2 separate regions of the Gossypium hirsutum genome follow, and region 1 is linked to region 2. The links are chromatin contacts, called in public Hi-C maps. All regions are on one chromosome and are shown on one strand. The core of a region is the stretch at or near the end of the contact, and the rest is flanking DNA. Distances in the headings are between cores, read along the strand shown. Region 1 holds the start of LOC107886523 (cyclin-dependent kinase G-2). Region 2 holds the start of LOC121219871 (thioredoxin O1, mitochondrial).

Region 1 (5,751 bases), core at 89-2,588, 290 kb before region 2:
GATCCCATTTACATCCTTTTCATTCGGTTTTATAGCCGAAAAATAAATAAATAAAATAAAAAGAAAATACAAACTCCTTTCTATAATTTGCTGTAATCTGTTGTCAATTGCTGCTTTCTCTTTTTTGTTTGTTAATCTGTTGCAGGTGTGGAAGCCGTAGTGCTGTTGACAAGGCCAGGCCGTTCGTGGGGTGATGTGGAACAACGGAGGTGCATGTGCGGCGCTGGTTTGCACTGGAAATCAGTTGCGGCGCAAACAGAAAAGAAACCCTAGGGTTTCTGTTTCTGAAAGAGTTTGGGTTATTGGGCTTATTACTGGGCTACTACAATTTGGGTTAATGGGTTCTGAAATTTGGGCTGTAAATGGACTGTTAATAAGTTTGGACTTTTTTTTTAATTATATTTGGTTTATTTTCTGTTAACGGGCCCGGGCAAAATGGGCCTATTACAATTATAAAATAAAAATTAATTAAAATTGCATAAATAAAAAAATCTTAAATAATATTGAAAAATTAAATTTAACACTTACCATTTTTATTTGTTCGACGAAGATGTGTTTATTATCAAGACGAATTAATTCTTTGGCCATTGTTAACATGATCAAATATTTTTTGATTTAAAAAAATATTCAAAAAAAATTTAAATAGAGTTTTTTTGCAAAAATTAAAAAGTGCTTTGAGAAGAATTTGAGAGAAATTTGAGAGAATATTGAAATGATTGAAGTGCAAAAGGATTGAAGTGTGAAAAAAATGAAAGGGGGTTTTATAATTTTTTTTATCGTTGGGGGTTCAAACGGTAAAAAAATAGCCGTTAAGGGGGTAAAACGGAAGCGCTTTGTGCTGACGTGGCAAAATGCTCCTCTAGGGACGTGTTTTACTAACATGTCGCTTGACATCGTGCTGACGTGGACGCGTTTTCGAGGAATTCAGCCATTTCCAGTAAATAATAAAAAAGTTGGCCAATTTCCGTAAATATTAAAAAAAGGTTTTTTCTTGTAAATTACCCCAACATTTTAGAGTAAAAAATGATAGATGAAACTTTTAAATACGGTTCTTGAATTTTTATGGTTGAGCTTTGGGGAAAGTCGATTTTTTTTTTTAAATTTGGTTTTTATGATGATTTTTATGTTTATCATTTGATATGTTTATAAGTTAAATTGATAAAATTTGTAAATATAAAAAGATAAATTTAAATGTATTATTATATCAATTAAAAAATATAATTATTTTTATTAAAAAATTAACAACGAATCATGAAAACAAAAAAAAATGGGGAAAAAAAATGAAAAGTTGGTATAGTTTGATAACTAAAAAAGGAGCACACTTGGATAACTAAAAATGAACCATTTTTCGGTTTTCTATCTTCAAATAAGTTATTCCTTCTCGAAGGTGATGTTTTATGGCAGGGTTCAATGCATATGGAGGATTGGCACCCAATTAATTATTTTAAAAAGAATAAAACACGCCGTTTGGGTCCGTAAAGGCTTCAAGCCTTCGCTCTCTTCTCGGTATCTCACGGTTTCTATTTTCTCAGGCTCTCTCTTTTTTTTTTTTTTTTGTATATCTCGCAACTGGGATCGTCGACTTTATCTCTCAATTCCTGTTACTAATTTTATTTTTCGTCTCTATCGGTAAGCCCTAGCCACTCTTAATTCTCTTAATTGCGTCGAGAGATCGAAAAGAAATCCGTGCATCGCTCGATTTTTCACCAATATTTCTAGGGTTTATTCTCTCCATCTTTTGCTTTAATTTCTACAATTATTTCCCCCTAAAATTTTCGAGCTACATACCGCGAAATCGAGAATCTGATACGTTTTTGTTTGGTTATTTAACTTTGCTTTACTGCTTTTATTTTATTGGTTAATTTCATATTGGTTATTACCCTAGAATCTGGGGTTAAATTCTCTCTCTCTCTCTCGATTTGGGCCTGAACGTGGTTACCTCAAGGGTCTAGGGTTTATAAGTAAACAAAATAGCGGGAATTTATTGAATTGGGAATTAGGTGTTTTTGAAATTTCTACATGGCTGCTGGGAGACATGGGGGATATAGTGATTCCGAGTTTAGAGACAGAGACTCTGATTTTGAGATGACAAGGCAGGAATTTCCTAATTCTAGGGAGTATGAGTTATCTAGGAATGGTGGCCGTGATGTTGCAAGGGCCCGATTATGGGAAGCTAGGGATAGAGCTAGGGCTAGACAGAAAGATATTAAAGAGAGGGACGTGATAAATGGTGGGTATTGTTCCTCTTCGAGTAGAAGTGATTCTGGTGGTAATAGTGGTGGTGGTGGTAGTCATGGCCTCAGGCGACGTGAATTCTCTCTTAGGGTGGTAGACAAGGAGCCTGGTGAGTTGTCTAGTGAGAGTGGATCAGAGGATGCAATTGAGTCTGAGTCGGTGGTTAAAGATAGTGAGGTTGAGAAGGTAATGGAGAATGGGGCTTTATCTCCTGTGGGGAGGAAGAGGAAGTTTTCACCTATTGTGTGGGATAGAAGTGACAAGGATGTAAGTATGTGCAAAAGTAAGAATTCACCTGTAGTTACAGTCGTTCATCATCCACCACCACGGCCAAAAGCTTACCACAAGTCACCTAACAGCATATCTGGTAAGGCTGTACAGACATCTTTTGTTATAAAAATAAAAGCCAGAAACCACATTCTCCTTCACCTGTTGTATTTGATGGACCTGTTGGATACTCTGCACTGCAGTCTCCAGAGGATTTGGATTTTTCACCACCAAAGGAGCATGTTAATTTTCAGGATGCTAGGCATCTAGAAGATGAGGATTATGTACCGGCTCGACATATATCTTCCTCTAGATGGGCAGCCGGTGATAACTCTCCAGGTGACGAGGGTGAAATTTTAGAAGATGAGGAAATCCCTAAAAGGAGAAAAAAGTTGCCCCTTTTAGAATTATCTCACCACAGATTACGGAAAATGTCAGCTACTCCAGAGCTTGGGGAACTGAAGAGGGAGGGCTCTGAGGGAATTAGAGCCAGATCATCTGAATCTGATGAACAAGGTGCCCGTTCCAAGTCCGGAAGTGGGGATGATTACCCTGGTAATGATTCAGAGAATGATGACTTGATGGTGATTGACATTAAACGTGATAGAAATGACGGCAGTCTTAGCCAGTCTGATACAGAATCTGAGAATGAGACTAATTCACGTGGGACACCTGAACCTTCAGCTCCTCCTTTAAGAAGTGTAAACATGCTTCAGGGATGCAGAAATGTTGACGAATTTGAGAGGCTAAACAAGATAGATGAAGGTACTTATGGTGTTGTATATAGAGCTAAGGACAAGAAAACTGGGGAAATTGTGGCGTTGAAGAAGGTAAAGATGGAGAAAGAAAGAGAAGGTTTTCCTTTGACCTCTCTGAGGGAAATAAATATTCTTCTTTCATTTCATCATCCATCAATTGTAGATGTTAAAGAAGTAGTTGTAGGGAGTAATCTTGATAGCATTTTTATGGTGATGGAATACATGGAACATGATCTGAAAGGGCTGATGGAGACAATGAAACAACCGTTTAGCCAAAGTGAAGTTAAATGCCTGATGCTTCAGCTGCTGGAGGGTGTCACGTATCTTCATGATAACTGGGTTCTCCATCGGGACTTGAAGACATCTAATCTTCTTTTAAATAACCAAGGTGAACTGAAGATTTGTGATTTTGGGTTGGCTCGTCAATATGGAAGCCCATTAAAACCATATACTCATTTGGTTGTTACTCTTTGGTACAGGTGAGTGGTGCATTATGTATGCCATTGATTGCTTTCCATAATGTCAGTTGTCATAGTTAAATCCTCATTTTTCTAATAAAATAATGTATCACAGATCTTTCATCTTTCATCTTTTTATTTTCATTTGTTGTTTGCAATTGGGTGTTTGGAAAGTAACTCTGAATTGCGTATTTGGGTTGGCAACTGTGGATTATTGGTAAAAACATCCCTGCTTGGTTAAATTTTGTTATGCTTATCTGATTCAAAGTTGAATACACATACCTCAATGTTTGTTATGTTTATGTTGACTGATAAATTATGATTTGAACTTCACTTTTTTTTTTGCTAAAAGAATGAACCCCATTTGCCGTTGATGCTTGCATGTATTGATGTAACTTTTAAGGCTTAAGTCTTTACTTTTGCGTTGCCATTTTGTCTCAAGTGTGCCTGATTAGTTATCTGAGCTTTTAGCTTTTTTGTGATCCAAGTAGTGCTGATTTTGCAGGGCCCCTGAGCTTCTTTTGGGAGCAAGACAATATTCCACTGCAATTGACATGTGGTCTTTGGGTTGTATTATGGCTGAACTACTATCAAAAGAACCACTTTTCAATGGGAAAACTGAATTTGATCAACTTGACAAGGTAAATTGAATTAGCTGGCCTTGGATTTCATTAATCATTACCATTAGACCCTACTCTGGCTGAAATGGTTCAAACTTAATCTTCCAATGGTGTTTAATGTTCTTGGATTAGTTATGTTGCTTTTTACTGATTGCAGATTTTCAGAACTCTTGGCACGCCAAATGAGACAATATGGCCTGGTTTTTCTATGTTGCCTGGAGTCAAAGTCAATTTTGTCAAGCATCAGTAAGTATTAGATCTTTTACAATTTGATTTTAGATTCAGTTGAGTGTAATATTCAGGTCTTCTTATTTTTCCTACTGTTTTCCCAGGCTTCCAGCTTTGGGTGATTCTGGACTGGCTTTCTGGCCTCCATTGGTGACAGTTCAGTGACACTGCATTTATTTTTGTTTGTATTAATTACTGATATTTTCCTTTCAGGTATAATCTATTGCGCAAGAAATTTCCAGCAACATCATTCACAGGAACACCTGTTCTCTCTGATGCAGGATTTGACTTACTGAATAAACTTCTAACTTATGACCCTGAGAAGGTAAATAGTTTGGCTTGCATAAATATTTTGGTTACCTTATCATTATTCATGTGGGTGATTAATTGAGCCTTTTGATATTGCTTTCAGCGTATTACAGCTGAAGCTGCTCTAAACCATGAGTGGTTTTGCGAAGTTCCTCTTCCCAAGACCAAAGCTTTCATGCCCACTTTCCCTGCTCAGCATGCTCAAGACAGGTATTGAGCGACAGAAACAAGAAAAATATCACACGTGCTATACTATTTAAGTAAATTTGTTTCAACTTATTGTTAAAGTAATAAATAAGGGCTTTTATTATCATGCTCAGGCGTATAAGAAGAATGTTGAAGAGTCCAGATCCTTTGGAAGAGCAATGCAGAAAGGAGTTGCAGCAAGGGGAATTTGGGACTGGTGGTTTGTTTGGCTGAGAGAAAGTTCATTCATTAGTGCCATTTAATGTTCATGTTTTAGTTTTTCACATTATTGTTAAATGGCCTTAATTGAGGTGAGGGACTTGCATTCAACGAAGTTGCAAGCTTTGCTTGTCAGACCATCATTCTTGCTGTTTCTTAGCAGGAATTGTTGATTTGGTTGGAGATAGTGTTTGCCTCTTCATGTGAACCAGATGTTTCACAGGTTAATTTGTTTTCCAGCTTTGATCTTCATATAGAATTGCTTCTGACACCGCTGGTATTGCAAGGTGTGGCATATCAGCCTTTCTTCTTTTAGAAATCAGTTTCAGCTGAAACTTGTGTAACATATTTTTATTAGAACAATGATGTAAACTCTCCCTTTATAGCTAGTTTTGAATATTAAAATAATATTGGATTTCTTCCTACTCTTTTCCATGTTTTAATATTTACATTGTGTTTGTAAGAGACGGT
Region 2 (6,110 bases), core at 3,062-5,561:
ATCTTGCTTATCAATCTTCTTTTTCAAACTATCTTTGTTAGCAATATTATTTGATAGTTTATATTTAAAAAGTTGTATTATTCCTCCCAATAATTATGCAAATAACAGATTTATGCAAAACAATACCCAACACAATACCCAATAATTATTGTACAAAACCTCTCTTGCCCAGCAGTATTTGCAACTTGATCCTTTTTTTATCAAGCTCTGTGGTCCTTATCTTGAAGTCAATTCTGCCAAAGAAAACACAACCTTATTAAACCACATGTCCCTTGTTGAAATAATAATATACCACTACACATTTAACACATAATGGTTCCAAATAAAAATGATAAGTTATCAACTACTACATTCAATACAATGTTATGACCATAAACAGAATATTAACTAAGTTTAAAGAGTTTCTTAAGAGGACTCGTTAGCAAGCCCGTCTTTAATATCTATTCACTCCAATCTAACAAAAAATCAGCAGTAATAGAGTTTAGATTGTCCTTTTGTACAATTATTAGGTCCATCCTTCAAAGCTAAAGAGAATACATACACATACACACACAAAAAGAAAAAGAAAAACTGTTTGACATGGCAAATCCAACAAAACTAGAAACACAGACATATAAAGAAAAAAAAATGAAGTTTTATTGACATTGAAAGAGATGGAGTTGATATTATATGCTAATTATTATTCCAAGATCAAGGAACTCAAAGCCCTTGCCCAAAAAATAAGTTAAGGAATCAGTCATTTCTCAGATATAAGTTACTTAGCTAAACGCCTAAAAAAAAAATGAAACCATGAAAAGATAAAAAATGAAACAATGACAAGTTCCAAGAATTTGGATCTTAAAAATTACACTTAAATAATCTTCAAGACTATGGAAATCGATAATCAAGACTGAAGGTCCAGGAACAACAACTGATAAAGTATCATCAGTACCACAATTTCCACATAAACTTGCATTTGCATTATTAAAAATCTTGCTTCTAAGGTTACATACATAATATACATAATCTAACATTAATGAAAATCAATAAAAAGAAACCTTAATGGATGGCTGTCTAAAAGTGAATCACATTAAACAGAGTGTAGATGTCAACAATAAACAAGAACAACAAGATTGATAAGAAACTAAACTTCTAGAAATCAGTATGCAAGACATTCTGAAGCCTACCATTAGTTGATGTTATAGCTCATAGTATGGTCATCTGAGAATATTAATGTAATACTTGATGAAAAACTATAATTCTAAAGATTTTATAAGCAACAGCTACCATTGACTACTTCAAAAAGAAGACAATTTCCAAAAAATGCATTAGAAACTCTTTATGGATAATGATCCCTTCTTAAAGCAAAAGTTATGTCTGCAAACTCATTGCTTAGTTCTATCATCCTCTTAAAAATACATTTTATTTCAATATTTTCAAAAAGATAGTGAAGGCTTTAACATGATCCTTCACCTTCCTATAGAAGGCAATAGAGGTGACCAATGAAACTGTCCAAAAATGTGCCCTATCAGTACTATTAAATTCCAAACTCCAACTAGTGTTTGCAAAAAAATGTTACGTTTCAGACTAAGAAAAGAATTGTTAACACAAGAACAGAAAAAGATAAAGGCACATCTAGAGACGATTAGCAATCACAGAGACCACACACTATACCATACTGTTCATTCTTAATATGTCAGAATTTATACAAATGATTACTTAAGGATTCAAAAAAGGCGTCGAACGGATGATAATTTAAAATACCAGATTAAAAAAAAATTGATCTGAAGTTCCAACTACTGTAGTGTTGGTAAATTGCAAAAAATCGGATACCCATAAGAAATTTTGATACCTCCCTATTCTAAATGTTAACAACGGGTTTTAGCTATACAACTTTCAGCAAGAAAAACAATTTGGACAATCAAAGATGACCATGAGAAGCATAAAACAATTCCTCAAGCTAACATGATGTTATACCAATTTGCAACTCAATAGCAATATGTAAAAGAGATCGCACTTGGTACAAGGATTAAAAGCATCAGAAATGACGGTGCCTACTAAAATGCTTTCAATGTTGCTAAAATGTGGAACTTCCAAACGCCAATGGAAAAAGAAAATAAGGAAAAGACAAAATAGGAATGCTATTGCAAAGCAAATTACTTGAATGGGTTCTTTTCAAACATTTTTACCTCATTAGCATCAAGTTCTCTTAGGAAACAACTAAACATCCTATCATTAGCACCACATAACCAAAGTTACAAGAATACCCACTAATTTGAAAGCATTCAATAAAAGAAATCTTTCGATGACATTACATAAATCCCAACATTTGTAAAGTTTTGCTCACCTCCACCTTAGCATAAGTAGTCAAAGCCTCAAAAACTGGGAGACATCCACCAAATACAAGAAGAAAAAGAGTGTAAGGATATATCATTCCATGCATTTCACGAAGAATATCCATGTTCATTTCTTCTAAAATAATAACAATCTGGGCCAAATACCTTACATATACTTTCTCACTCCATCATAAGAACTTGAAGAGAAATTCCCAACAAATATAATTAACCGAAAATAACTTGAATTAACCATTACTTCACTTCCTATAAATCTAAAAATAACATAAATTTCTAAACATCAATATAAAATGCCTACAAAAAATCAATTCCATCGTTACCTAAACAAAATACAATTGACTGTAAGCCAACTTCCTATGAAACCAAAACCAATGACTGAGTGAAATTAACATAACTTGCTTAATACCCAGATGAACAAATACAAAATTGAAGATTAATAAATAACCGTAGCACCAAATGAACTAACATTTGCAGAGATCAAATGAAAAATATTCATTAAGAAAAGGGTTATAGGGGGAAAAATACCAAACCAGGAATGGGAGATAAGAAGCTGAAAATATGCATAAGGCAGCCATCATCAAGGTTATTTATAAGAGTTGAAGAAGGAGAAGAAGACGTAATCTTTCTGGACTTTCTCTTCTCTAGCTCTTCCACCTTCATGGTCGGCCTTTGCCTTACGAAAATAATTTTTTTTCTAAGATATTAACTATGGTATGCAATGAACAATAAATCGACACGACAGTCAGACACAAGTTAGTACTTCGGTTGGTTCTTTGAGTTGAGTTGAACTGCTTAATTAAACCCAATCGGGATTTATAGGTCGAAATTTGGACAAAGATTTCAGGGTCTTAAACCTAACTTTTTTTAAAACTGCTTAGCCTAGCTAACATCAAATTCATAAGTTTGATACTCATTACCAGGCGACATTAGTCAATCAAGAACCAAAAAAAAAAAACAACAACCTATGCCTTTAGTTTCATAAGCCAAGGAAACAAAGAAATATATCAGAGACCCATAACAAATTTTGACAATCAAAGAGGACTATGAGAAGAGCTATGAAGTTTTATACAAGAAGAGTTATAAAGTTATGAGGAAGGAGAAATAGAAAACAGGAGCTTATCATAAAAAAAGAAAATGTACCGGAGATGAAGATGAAGGGCCAACGTGCTGTTGATTTGGGGAAAAATGTTGGAAGAATTCTGGAGCAAGGGAGAAGAAAGCAGACTATTTTGGGGATAAATTTTAAGCGTGTGGTGTTGAATAGCAATTCAGAGCCTCACCCCAGAATACCTATTACAGCATCTGAGGAATATGAGTGTAATAGCAAAGCTGTGGAATCAAGTAAATAGTGAACCAAACGGTGTAATAGCAAAAAATTACTGTAGCGCACGAAATTGCGCAGGAATGGAATAGCGATTCCATCCAACCAAACATGTTGTAATAGTTTGAAGAATTAATCAATAAGGATAAAACTCAAAATTAACTTTGGTTTAAAGTAAAACTTTATTTATTAATTTTAATTTGGAGTAATTTTATATATAAAATTATCAATATAGTGCCAATTTAAGTTTGCATATTACATACACAAATAATTATGTTGATCCAATATAAAAATAAATTGATGTAGTTATTTATTTAAATGTATACAATTGAATTAAACTTAAATGTTCATGTATACATTTGAACCATAATCAAAGTTTCATGTGTATAATTGCACCAAATCAAAGTTTAAGTATCAAATTGTACATTCGATCAAAATTCATGTATAATTTTAAAATTTATCCCTAATTATTATGTTTTGAAATTTAAGAACCAATTTAAAAATTGGTCTATAGTTTAAGGATGTTCAGTAAATCAACTCAATTTTAAACTGTTCAAATTTTATATGGGCCTTGAAAAAGCCTAAACCAGGCCCTTGTAACTCGGTAGCCCAACTCAGTTACACCCTACAAGTAGGGCAGCAAAAATGGCGGAAACCAAGCCACATAATTTAGTCCTTTAAAGCTGGAAGCCGCACTTCTATTATTTTACAACCTACAAACCGAAGTGTAAGTAACCCAGATTCTGAGAACGGCAAAAATGAGAGGGAAATCAATTCTCCGCCCATTTCTTACCCGTCGAGCTTTCAGTGGCCGCTCTGTTTCTTCTTCTTCTTCTCGGATTCTTTTAAATCAGAGTTACTTAATGTCAACCCCCCAGACAAATTCTTCAATCCCTAAAACCCCATTTCCAGTTTGGACCCCTGAAAACCTTAATCTCTCCCGATACTTCTCGGACTCTTCTCCTGATTTTTTCAAACCATCCTTCATGGAAACCGAACCGGTGCCGGGTAAATTCTATTCTTCATTTTCTATTTGTTAAAGTGTTTTTCTTTGAACATCGAAAAAGAAGAGGTTTTTTTTTTTAAATACACATAAATTTGGTTCTTTAATTTCAGTTCCAGAGAATGTTGTCCCCGTTAAGTCAGAAGAAGATTTTGATGCTGCACTTAGCAAAACTAAAGACGAATCTGTGCCGGCTGTTTTCTATTTCACTGCTACATGGTGTGCTCCATGTAAGTTTTTCTAACTTCTTCTTTCGAGTTTCTGATATCAAAGGCACTGGCTGTGTTTCACTATATTTGTTCTGTTCCATCTATATGTAGGCCGATTCATCGGTCCTGTCATGGACGAGTTAGCTCGGAGAACTCCTGAAGTAACAGTTTATAAGATGGATATCGATGAGGTCTAAATGATTTTTTTATTGAATTTATTACCTTCATAATTTACTGGTTGTGGTATATATTTTTAACAAAGGAACTTTAAACCAGAATGGTAATGTATTGTCGGGTCTAGATTTAGGTATTTCTTCCATAAGTTTTGAATTGCAAATATCTCCATTGAAGGGTCCAGTATGTATTATTTATGAATCATTCATTTTGAATTGCCTTCTTGGTGGTAAAGTGAATCTATTTATGATGATTTGTACAAGGATTTGTTATGGAAAGGCAATAAACTTAGTATGATTCTATTTCGTGTTTGAGATTGAAATGTTTGATAATACAAGGGCATATGATGTAGAGTTTGTTGTTAAACTTTCTTTGAAATAAGTTATTACTATCTTTTCAAGTCATTTTATTTGCTCATGTAAGTTCTGCAAAACTGTACCTGAGAAAATTTTTGAAATGTTTATTATTGCATTCATTCTTATTGATTTAATATTTTCTTGCTATGTCGAGCCATTTCTTATTTTTGTTTCATGAAGTACATGTTTCGGACACCTATGCCTGCCTCAGACTAATTCATGGGTACTAGGATATGATGCTTTAAGAACCATCCAAAATCCAAATACATGGAAAAACTTAGAAAGAAATGAACATACCTGTGCCATACATATATGTGTCCGAAACTCATCTGAGTCTGAGTAACAGTTTTATTGGGCTTTATTAATTTTAAATAGAAGCTAAACTCTTACCTCTTTTAGCTTTTGCATTTCAGAAACACTTTCTGACAATATGTTTTATATACGGGAATTAATGTTGTCAACATGTTGCAGGAAGGCCTTGCAAGAAAACTGAAAGAGCTAAATATTACAGCTGTGGTAAATGACATTTCTTTTAACTATTGGTTATTCAATACTTGAACTGCAAACCAGGCATTTGCTACCATTTATATATGGTGGCAAACATTTTTTGCTGTTACTTTCTTCTCTTGAATGATGAGAAACCAGTTAAGCATGATTTTTATATCTAGTTTTAGATTGAAATCTTAGTTTTGGGTTTTTAGTAATTTAAATTGG

Evidence for each region. A called contact is a pair of places that touch in the nucleus more often than the background predicts.
Region 1: a contact with region 2 is called in a Hi-C map of leaf, with 1.5 times the contacts expected there. The contact joins the promoter of LOC107886523 here to the promoter of LOC121219871 in region 2. A contact is called at or near these places in 3 of 34 Hi-C or Micro-C datasets (callus and leaf).

Annotation. Positions count from the first base shown.
Region 1 is chrA03:93,128,146-93,133,896 of Gossypium_hirsutum_v2.1, reverse strand. It overlaps LOC107886523 (cyclin-dependent kinase G-2), which reads left to right and starts at 1,338. Exons shown (of 7, transcript XM_016810514.2): 1 at 1,338-2,628; 2 at 2,631-3,739; 3 at 4,224-4,359; 4 at 4,496-4,584; 5 at 4,780-4,891; 6 at 4,979-5,085; 7 at 5,196-5,705. The coding sequence starts at 2,020. The coding sequence ends at 5,295.
Region 2 is chrA03:92,838,852-92,844,961 of Gossypium_hirsutum_v2.1, reverse strand. LOC121219871 (thioredoxin O1, mitochondrial) reads left to right here and starts at 4,311. Exons shown (of 6, transcript XM_041098452.1): 1 at 4,311-4,662; 2 at 4,771-4,887; 3 at 4,978-5,057; 4 at 5,868-5,912. The coding sequence starts at 4,413.